2 separate regions of the Anser cygnoides genome follow, and region 1 is linked to region 2. The links are chromatin contacts, called in public Hi-C maps. All regions are on one chromosome and are shown on one strand. Each heading gives the region's core, a stretch centred on a gene start, on an enhancer-like site or on the middle of the called end of the contact. The rest is flanking DNA. Distances are from core to core; before and after follow the strand shown. Region 1 overlaps SAMD12 (sterile alpha motif domain containing 12). Region 2 holds the start of EXT1 (exostosin glycosyltransferase 1).

Region 1 (5,481 bases), core at 2,779-5,278, 66 kb before region 2:
TGGCTGTTAGAAGAAAAATGTCTTTGTACTCACAAATTGAGCACATTCAGTCCAGAGTTGCTAGCACATAATAAACATGGAAACATCTAGTGACACTTTCTTTAATGGAATCATTCTTTAGACTAGAACCACAGCTTTTATTACTCGGATTCTTAAAATGCCTTTTATAATGTAGCTCATAAACAGCCTGAGCTTCTGTTGTCCTATAATGGCAATTTCTTCATACCAGGACCGTTCCCAACCAAGACAGCACAGCCCCATGGCTGTAACTTGGCATGTTCACAGAAATTCCAGAGCGAGATGTTGGGGAGATACTGAAGCTTCAAGAGGTTCAAGGATTTCTAAATGCACTTCAACGTGGAGTTCAGTAGATACTTTCATAGCATTGGCTGTGCTCAGGACCCCTCTCTTTTCCTGACCTGTCCCGCAATTATCTGGGGGTGAGAGAGATTTATACCAATAGGGCAAATTGCTGTGTTGAATCTGGGCTCAACTTTCAAATGAGTCATTACAGAGCAGGGCCATATATGCCCAAATACATGGAGGAAAGATAAGCCAAATCAGCTAATGCCTTAAATCAATGCATCTGTGATAAAGCACATAAAATCCTCTAAGGAGAATTACGATGTAGTGAGTTATGACTACTTCATGCTTGAATGAAAGCATCCATTTGTAGGTTTAGGGCATGCAACCTCCTACACAGGGCCTTCATTGTTTAGGGTGATTTACCTTAATTTTCCTCAGTGTTTCCATATTTCGGATTTGAGCTCACGTATGCTGAATTATAGTGTACAGACCTTGGGTCATCTTTTTCTGAACCTTGTATTTTTCCCTGCCTTTTTTTACCTCTTGGCTTTGAAAGGCATCTCCTGAGGAAACAATGTGGTTTTGTGCTTGTGATACATCTCAGAGGCTATTTAGATAATGGTTTCTTGACAAGGAGGTGCTTATGTTTTTTGCCAAGTCTTTTATTCCAATTGTGATAAATTTGCGCTGTATAACAGTGAGAATAAAAACCCCATAGTTTCATTGGAAATGAGCTTGGGAGTTTACCATCCAAATGCCTCATGCTGTCAGAGAAGCCCTTAACATCTACTGTTGCACACACTTCTGCTGATCCAGGAGTTTTTAAGCACTGAAAGCACGATATGCTTCATAGATGTATAGCAGCCCCAAAAGGAAGAGGGAATCCATTTAGAAGAGAAAATTCTGATTCCAGGAAAAAATGGAATTACTGCAGAAGGTCCTAAAAATCTTGCAGTGGTCTGCCAGACAGCAAATCCCTGAAAGATATGTGATCACAAATAGCACGAGGATGTCTGGTACAGGCTTCTGACTGATATTTCAGTCAAGTAGATAGAAGTGAAGATAGAAGGGAAGCAGAGGTAAGGAGTCTAATCACCCAGAAACACACACACTCACACATACACTATCTCTCATCCAAGAAAAAATGAACATAGCAGGCATGAAGGACTAGTTTCCTAGTCCAGGGCAAAGTTAACAGTATAGAAATTATATATATATAATGTATACATAGTTAACAATATAGAAAAGGATGCTCGTATTAATTTTTCCTCTCAACAACACATTGAAATTTGAACAATTTAGATGCAACTAATGGGACAGGAAAAAAAGAAAGAAAGAAAGAAAGAAAAAAGCCAGACTGTGATACCATGCTCCTTGCAATTATTTCTTAATGCTCAATAAACACATTGGTGAGAAAATTGTAATTTGCAATTATTGGACAGTGCTAGAAAGAGCAGCGTGATAGCCAGTCCCAGGCAGGCCCTTGATGAATAGAAAGTTATTTATAGCGTTATGCAATGTTGCATTCTGCCAGCGTATAAAAGGAGTGAATTTCAGCGGTGATGGAGGTTCGGTACAAGATCATCATGCCAACCTGTTCCGGATTGTTTTTTGGGAGATGGAGAAAGGAGAAGGGAGGGATGGCAGTGTCTATCACAAAGAAGAAAGGCAATGAAACGCTACCCTCTTTTAATTAAAGGCTCCCACAAAGTAATTTCCCCCTTTAGCTTGTGATAATACGCTTTTGGCAGGAAGAGTAATGCGAACAAAACACTCTTCCTTATAAGCAAAATCAAGGAGGGCAGGCAAATTGTATTCAGCAGCAATTTATTGAAGGATTTGTCATTTGTTTTTGAACAGCCCTTTGAGTCGGGCAGTAGGAGCAGGGTGTTGTGCTTGTGTGTTTTGAATGGCAGTAGCAGTGGGGTTTGAGAACCTTTTAGAGGAGTCTGGGGATAGTCTCCCATGGGAAATTATGGAAAATACCTGTCAGTCTTAATGGAAACTCATCATTCCAAAAAGAAACTAATGTGCTCTTTGGAAGTATATTTTATCAGCGTTAAGTCCTCTTTGCGGTAACGTAAAATAGGGTGAATATGACAGGGGTAGTGAAATCTCATAAAAGTCTCCCCAGCTCGGGGAGTTTTAAGAGCTATGCAGAGTTCCCTCTGGATATCTGAGCAGCCTGTAAATAAGTACAAAGGTTGTCACTTTTTCCCTATTTTGATCATTTCTGATACATTTCTTCCACGTTATCTGGCCAATTGTGAATCCTCTGGACTTTGCAGATGGTGCCACCATGAATTATTTCCATTTTCTTGCCTAACAGCGCTTTCCTTATGAAAGGACCTTTTAAAGACACGTGGCCTGAAGAGTTGGGGCCCTTTTGTTTTGTGATGTTCGGATATCATTGTAGTCTGTATCCTTCAAGGTACTGGAGAAGTGCACTGCTCCTCTACATGCATTTACACGCCCAAAGAGGGAAAATCACAGTTAGATCGACACCAAAAGTGTAATCCTGAATTAGCTTATTTCATTTTCATTTAAAAAAGACATGAGACGGGAGAAAGTATACAGCGGATGTAGTGTAATTCGTACATTGTGCATCTCATTGTAGGGCCTTCGGCATAATGTGCCACGCGGAGCGTTTTTTTGTACCGGGGAAATGCAGCATCCTGTTGAGGAGATAGGCTGCTCAGCTGAATGACCCTGAAGTGGGTCTGCAATTAGTGAGCAATAGCCAGGAGAAGTCATGCTGCAGCTGACACACAAAGCAGTGCTTTCCAGCCAAAAGAGACACATGCACGGCGCTAGGGAACAGCTGATGGCAAGGCTTTCTGAAAGAACAAGCTGTAACACAGCAAAACTTAATCAGTGCTGTCCTCCCTCTTTCCTGTTCTGTATGTCTTCATTTCTTCCTCGTACATCTGCTGCTTCTATTAAAGACGTTATTTTAGACATTAATGTCTAAAACAGGGATCCTACCGAGGCGCCTTGCGGTGCGATGGGTTTAGGTAAAGGCACTGAGCTTTAGGAAATTGCCGGGGGTTAGAGACACAATAGTTGTTGTTACTGCAAGTCCGTTAAAACTAGAGGGAAAGGGAAATGCGAAGATGTGAAGTGTAAGTGCCATGCTGTGACCAGCTTTTAGTACCATAGGGGTAAGAGTAGGGTTAGGTCCAATATGAAAGACTACCTTGGAATAATTGGCAGCAGCCCTTCCTTTGATTGATTTCTGCTCCCTTTGCTTGAATAATCTCACCATAAAAATGTGTAATAAAATAAAAAAAACACAGGCTATCAGCGCAGCGATTCCAAAAGCAGGTGACTCACTGCCATCCTGTTTGTCCTCGGCTCAGCAGAGAAGCAGCACGCACTCAGACATGAGAAGCAGAGGGAAGGGAGGCTGGCTCCGACGGCAACTGTAATAAACGACCTAATCTTTCTGAGCCGCACTTCTAACAAATAATTAAGCAGTGGATGCGTCCTACAATAATACCAGCTGGGCTTTTCTCTAAGGCTCTAGACAGATTTTCGGTGCAGAATTAGCTCAAGTGATTCTTCTCTAACTAGCATAGCTCAAGTGAGAGCGGCCACAGTGCAAATGAAGCCTGAGGTGGCTGTATCCATATCATAACTTCTGGGGTCACCCAAAAGCATCCTTTAGTGCTGCTGGAAACACTCAGAAATCCCTGGTGGAAGGGACACGGCACTGCCTGGTTATTTGTATGTGTCACAAGGTGATAGTAGGGATCCCGACTCTATTTTTTGGGATTGCTGTAGTTCTCACCATGCCTTGGTGCTAAATTGCTCTGTATGTGGACTCAGTGATATGCAGATTTCCATCTCACAAGCAATAAGCAGCAAGAGATTTAAGCAAACAGATGTTTACTGAGTGGGAAATGGAAACGAAATGAAACAGCAACGCAGGAAAAACAAATAAGGAAGCCAAGATTCAGCTGTGCTGGCAACAGAGCCGGACCTCTGCCCTGCCCAGGGGGTAGCCAGGGACTGCCCTTCGTGTTTCCAGATCACAATTCCTGACCGAACCGGGAAGCATCTGGTAGTGGCAGAGGTTGACCTCCTTTGCAGGGGTTGTCCTCTGCCCCCCAAGATACGTGCAGTCTGGTGGTAAGGCAACCGCGTGTTTGGAGTAAACAGACCCTCGAGAACCTCTTCAAGCAACCACTGCGCCTGCTGTCGCTGCTGCCTGGTGATCCCTGTGTGAATCATTAACACAGGTCCGCGGTACTTTGTGACTTGTTTTTATTTTCCTTGGATCTCCTTTCCCTCTCGTGTGGCCAGGAAAGGCAAACACTGTCCCCGTAGTAGAACCGTTTTCCCATTTCTTGCCCATAGCTCTTTCACCCTACTACTGCAACTGCAATCCTGGCCTAGCACCATCAAATTCATAGTCATCTGACCATCTGAAGCTGTTTTCTGGTTCCAAGTCATTATTGTCACATTCATTAACTGGCATCTCTCAATTTTTCCACTTTTAAGGATGAGTGGCTTGCATATAATTCTGTGAAAGCTGATTCTGTTCTACCTTCTATTCATAATTCAAGTTTTCCTGAGTCTGCTTCTCTTCATAATTCCACTGGTACCTCTGATACTATGGCCATTGACCAGAAAGTCCAAAGCAGCAATATACAGGGTATCTCCTCCATCTGAAACTCATCTTGCAAATTCCAAAAGTCCTTCTAATCGCAGATCGTTTTTTTTTTTTAGTTTAATGAGCCTCATTATACTTTATTTGTTCAGCTTTTTGTGAGCAGCCATATGGCATCAGTGGAAACCTGGTGAAAATGTATTTATTATCTCACGAAATGTATAGAAGGATGTCAAACGTAATTAAAAGCGTTCTCTTTGAGATGTATTCTTACCAGTTAGTCACTTGGAGCTTCTAGACAAGTCTTATCAGCTGGCTGGCAGAGGATATCTTAAAGATAGGTGTCATGGGTCAGGAGGAGATACAAAGCGAGTTTATCAGTAGTGCTATTTCAGGTATCACAAGCTACTTCTGAGTTCTTGAAATTCTTGAGTGAAACATTTTATTCTTATCTCTTTGGAAAATCTCTCTTGCCACAAAGTAGAAAACCAGACACAATGGAGAAGTGCTTAATTCCTCTGTTCTGGAAGCGTGCAGTCAGGAAATAGTACAACCTGGATTCT
Region 2 (5,341 bases), core at 475-2,974:
GGAGCCCCAGGGGCATGGAAGAGCATGGGGACGGGCACGCTGTTTGTCAGGACAGGGTTTGTGGCCTTCGGCTGGCTTGACCCAACTCTGCTCCGGCACAGCAGCAGGAGGGTGGGAGGTGGGATCGCAGCGGAGGGAGACCCACCCGTTATGGCTTTAACACTGGTACCAGCAGTAGGGCAAGCGTGTTGGCACAGGTTTTTCCATGGGATGGTTCCTTGGCATCTACGGCTTGTGCAACCAGCTTGAAGCCCGCCCCATCCCATTCCACTGCCCTCAATTGCTGAGCTAGGAAGGCCTGACACCCGCACACCGAAACATCTCTGGTGTTGTTGCCCCTCGCAGAGCCGTGTGTGCACAGGCATTGCTGCCACACGTCCTGCTGCTCTCCTGCCACCTCCTGCAGCCCGGCTGTGCCATCGGGTTCGCCACCCAACCAGCAGCGTGGCTCCCTCCAGCAAACCAGGCTGCTGGTTACGGAGCTAAACGCTGAGGAGTGGGTGAGATCAAGCACAAACACACAGCTGGAGGGATGTTCGGGTGCTCCAGCAGCTGCCTGTAGCAGCACTCGACCACCAGCAGCTGCTCCCTGGCCAGCCCCATGAGGTTTGGGGTGCTTGTTCTGGAGCACTTATTGTAGAATCACAGAATCAGTAGGGTTGGAAAAGCCCTCCAAGACCATCTGGTCCAACCATCCCCCCTACCACCAATGTCACCCACTAAACCATGTCCCCAAGCACCACGTCCAGCCTTTCCTTGAACACCCCCAGGGACGGTGACTCCACCACCTCCCTGGGCAACCCGTCCCAGTGCCTGACTGCTCTTTCTGAGGAGAAATGTCTCCTTGTTTCCAACCTGAACCTCCCCTGGCACAACTTGAGGCCATTCCCTCTGGTCCTATCACTGGTTACCTGCGAGAAGAGGCCGACCCCCAGCTCCCCACACCTTCCTTTCAGGCGGCTGCAGAGAGCAATGAGGTCTCCCCTGAGCCTCCTTTATTTTTATTATTTATTTTTTTTATTTTTTATTTTTCCCCCATTTTTGAGGTTTAATTTCTTGCTCTTACAAACTCAAAGCATAGCAGCACATAAAAGCACGGGGCCCCGGGCAACCACATCTAGTCGGTGGCATCCACCCTTGCCTGCGTTGGGACAGGATGATCTTCAAGGTCCCTTCCAACCTGAGTTTTCCTACGGTAAGTTTTACAGTTAGAAAGCCCTTTGTCCCGGGGGCTTATCCTACCAGCCATGAGACCCAGCTCGGCGGGTGGCAGGGGGCACAGCCGCCCAGACCATCTCAGAAACAGCAGCCAGGCGTTGGGACGGGTGGTTCCAGCGTGGGGGGGGGGGGCGTTGGCGGAGTCACCTCCCCCGGGGTGAAGGCGCTCGGGGACACGACCCAGCGGTGACAGCAGCGGACACCCCACAGGTCGCCCCCCTACGGGGACACCCCCGGGGGCTCGGCGCGCCCCGGCGCCGCCGCAGCGCCCCCCCCCCCCCGCCCCCCGCCCGGCGGCTTTATGAATGGGCGCAGCGGAAGCCCCGCCCCCCGGACGTGACGCCCAGCCAATGGGGGCGCGGGGCTGCGTGGCTGGGTGAGGTCAGCGCGGCGGGGCCGGGGCCGGGGCCGGGCCGGGGGCGGCGGCGGCGGCAGCGGGAGGGGGGGGGGGGCGGCGGCGGCGGAGCCGGGCGGGGGGCGGGGGGGGGGGACGCGCGCGGAGGGACGAGGAGGAGGAGAAAGAGCAGGAGGAGGAGCAGGGGGCTGCCGCCGGTCCCCGCCGCCGTTCCGCGGAGGGCAGCTCGGGGCGATGCAGGGCTTCGTCAGGCTGTGAGCGCCCCGCCGCCGGCAGCGGGAGCAGCAGCAGCAGCAGGAGGAGGAGGAGGAGGAGGAGGAGGAGGAAGGGGAGGGAGCGTGGCGGAGCGCAGCGCCGCGAAGGCGGGAGCGGGGCTGCCCCGGTGCCCGCCCCGCGCGGGGGGCCGGCCCCTGAGTGCATGCGGGGCGCCCCGCCGGGCCGCCGCCGGCCCGCTGCCGCCCGCCGCTGAGAGCCCGGCGGCGAGGAGGTCCGGGCGGGCGGTCGCCCACATGCGCGGCCCCAGCCCGCGGCTTGGGGAACGGCGCCGAGCGGAGGAGGCGGGCGAGGGGAGCTGGAAGCGGCCGGCAGCGGCGGCGGCGGCGGCGAGGAGGAGAAGATGGCGGAGCGGCGGAGGAGCTGAGAGCGGCGCCCGGAGAAGTGGGGCCGCCCCCGCAGCCTTCCTCCGCAGCCCCCCGGACCCCCCGGCGGCCACATGCAGGCCAAAAAACGCTACTTGACGCTGCTCTCCGCCGCCACCTGTCTCGCCCTGCTGCTCTACCTCGGAGGCGTGCAGCTGCGGGCAGCCCGCGCCCCGCCGCCCGGCGGCCGGCATGGGGCTCCCCCGCGGCCCGGCAGCGAGCGGCCCTGGCCCCGCTTCCCCGACGCCCTCCGGCCCTTCGCGGACCCGGAGGGGGCCGGGGGGGGCGACGCCGGGGGGGGCGGCGGCGGCGGCGGCGGCCGGGTCTCGCCCCGGCAGCGGCGGGACGGCAGCGCCGGGCTGTACCGCGGGCGGCGGTGCCGCATGGAGTCCTGCTTCGACTTCGCCCTTTGCCAGAAAAACGGCTTCAAGGTCTACGTGTACCCGCAGCAGAAGGGGGAGAAGATCGCCGAGAGCTACCAGAACGTGCTGGCGGCCATCGAGGGCTCCCGCTTCTACACCTCCGACCCCAGCCAGGCGTGTCTCTTCGTCCTCAGCCTGGACACGCTGGACCGGGACCAGCTCTCCCCGCAGTACGTGCACAACCTCCGCTCCAAAGTGCAGAGCCTCCACTTGTGGAACAATGGTAGAAATCACTTGATTTTTAATTTATATTCCGGCACCTGGCCCGACTACACCGAGGACGTGGGCTTCGACATCGGCCAGGCCATGCTGGCCAAAGCCAGCATCAGTACTGAAAACTTCAGACCCAATTTTGATGTTTCTATTCCGCTCTTTTCTAAGGATCATCCTAGGACAGGAGGGGAGAAGGGATTTTTGAGGTTTAACACCATCCCTCCTCTCAGGAAGTACATGTTGGTATTCAAGGGGAAAAGGTACCTGACAGGGATAGGGTCAGACACCAGGAATGCCTTATATCACGTCCATAACGGGGAGGATGTTGTCCTCTTGACCACCTGCAAGCATGGCAAAGACTGGCAAAAGCACAAGGATTCGCGTTGCGATAGAGACAACACCGAATACGAGAAGTAAGTGAGCGCTGCCCCCGCCTCGCGCGCGCGGCTCCGGGGCCACGGCGCCCGAGGGCGAGCTCTCGAGCGCCGGTGGCTGCCCTCGGGACAGAGGAGAGTCTCCGTGTACCCCTCTGGCTGGCCCTGGGCGATGCCTCGGGTCGGGGAGCGGGGAGGGAGGTGGTGGAAGGGGCCACGGGGGACGCGGCTGCGGCTCGCGTCGCCTGGGGACCGGCGGAGCGCTGGTGCCCTCGGCTCGGCGAGTGAGGATGCTGCTGGAGGATGCTCGGGCACCTGGTGCTACCCTGCCTCCCCGTCCGGCCTCTCCGGGTAGATGCCCTGCCCGAGACAAAGTTTGGGGAGGGCTGGAGTTGGCGAGAGCGGCGGTTGGGATGGTGTCCGAAAGCGCTGCCTGCCGTCCAGGTGGTTTCCCCGGGTGGTTTACCCGAGGTAGCAACTTGCCTCGCGGGCCGGTTTCCCCTTGGCTCGAGCTGATACAACATCAGAGGAGCGAGGAGGAGAAAGAGAAGCTCTCCGTGTGAATGCCCCGTGCTCGAGTTCCTGATTTTTGTGTGTGAGGGAACGCGTCCGTGGTGTGAGCGCAGCTCGCATTTTCCCTTAACGCTCCCGCTCTCGGCTTTCCCCGATACTTGTTTTTATTTGCTGGCGCCGTCAGGTTGCTGTGGCGTTACCTTTCCAGTACGCTTTTCAGGTTCGTACAAAGAGCTGCCGGGAAAATCGCTTCCTGGGAATTGCCTCCAGAACCGCGGTGCTGATCAAGCTGTTTGCAGCCCGTTTAAATGCTGACCACCGCTACATTTCCTGCGGAGTGGATGTACGCGAAGTTTTTAGCATGGGAATGTGTTCCGCGTTGCGGGAGCCAGGCGCTGAATTAAAACAGAGCAGCCTCGCACCGCGGAGCTGCCGAGGGCTAGAGGAAGGGGTTTGCAATGCATAGTGAGCGTGGGTGGGAAAATACTCCTGGGGAGGAGCGGTGGAGAACCTACAGTGCCATTAACGCTGATCAAAATTTGCAGTTGGCTGCCTGCTTCTCCACCGAAAGTAGCCATGGGGCTGTGAGAGGGATCGGCCGGGTCAGCACCAAAGCACGAGGAGGGCTGTGTGTTCTTGGGTGAACTCTGTTCGCCTTCCCGTTCTTGTAAATTCCCCCTAAGGGGGGAGAAGACAGCGGTGCAAATACTTCCTACACTTTTAATGCCATTCGCTTTTGGGAAACTGACGATGGAGTGATGAAATGGTGCGGAAAAAATCCAGCAGAGGTACCAGATGATGAGAAATCCAGCGGAGCTGCTAAGCTGGACTCACGCTCTTGGTGACCCAGGAGCTCTTTTGGCCGCCCTGTAGGGCACGGTTATAGGGACGCGGGCTGTGGCAGAGAAGAAGGCAGACCTGGCAGCTGTGCCTCTCAGGTCATGCTGTTGTCTGGCAGAGCTTGGAGTAATTTGAGCTAGTTTACAGATATGAAGAGTCTTGATCGTTTGTTCTGTTCTGCAGAGTGCGTGTTGTCAAGTTGTCATAAAGCAAACACCAGCCGGTTGTTTGACGTGACTACAGCCTTATTTTTTCTTCCTTTTTTCCCAGTTACAGCATTTGGCCTAATAAAAGATAACAGCTCTCCCCATATTTCCTGGCCTCCCTAAAATGTCTTTGCAGCTTGTTTCGTAGGGAAGAGCGTACACAACCCTCGTTCGCACAAAAACCGTTCTGGCTCCGAGATGCGGCTGTGTCCGGGGTGGTGTCTGGTGACTTCAGCATTCCCTCACGGCGCTACCTTTTAAGACAGGAAGTGGAAATAATGATGATTCCAAGCAAATAAGATTACACGAAGAATTGAGGCAGGCTGAATTTGTGGCCAGGCTACCGAGGTGAGCAGGCAAACAGCTAGGTGCGGGTGCCGAAGCTCCCTAACCTCGCATCCGATCCCAGAGAGCACCTGGCAGAGCGTGCTGCTGCCCCTCCGCGCCCGTGGTTCGGAGCTGATTTACAGCAAAGTATGCCATCTGCTGATTCTCCAGGACCGCTTCCTCCCGTGTCCTGCCTTTTCTCTTTCTCCTGTTCGGATGCTGACCGCGCCTGGTG

What was found. A called contact is a pair of places that touch in the nucleus more often than the background predicts.
Region 1: a contact with region 2 is called in a Hi-C map of liver, with 2.5 times the contacts expected there. The contact joins the enhancer-like site here to the promoter of EXT1 in region 2. A contact is called at or near these places in 2 of 7 Hi-C or Micro-C datasets (both in liver).

Annotation. Positions count from the first base shown.
Region 1 is chr2:149,367,673-149,373,153 of Taihu_goose_T2T_genome, reverse strand. All of the region lies in intron 5 of SAMD12 (sterile alpha motif domain containing 12), which reads left to right. Among named protein-coding and RNA genes, the nearest start is that of EXT1, 68 kb to the right of the region's middle. Within about 2 kb of position 4,028, at least 2 of the 3 cell types and tissues checked have open chromatin away from gene starts, as enhancers often do. A contact at or near this core is called in liver, where this site is marked.
Region 2 is chr2:149,299,086-149,304,426 of Taihu_goose_T2T_genome, reverse strand. It overlaps EXT1 (exostosin glycosyltransferase 1), which reads left to right and starts at 1,724. Exons shown (of 11, transcript XM_013184993.3): 1 at 1,724-3,259. The coding sequence starts at 2,286.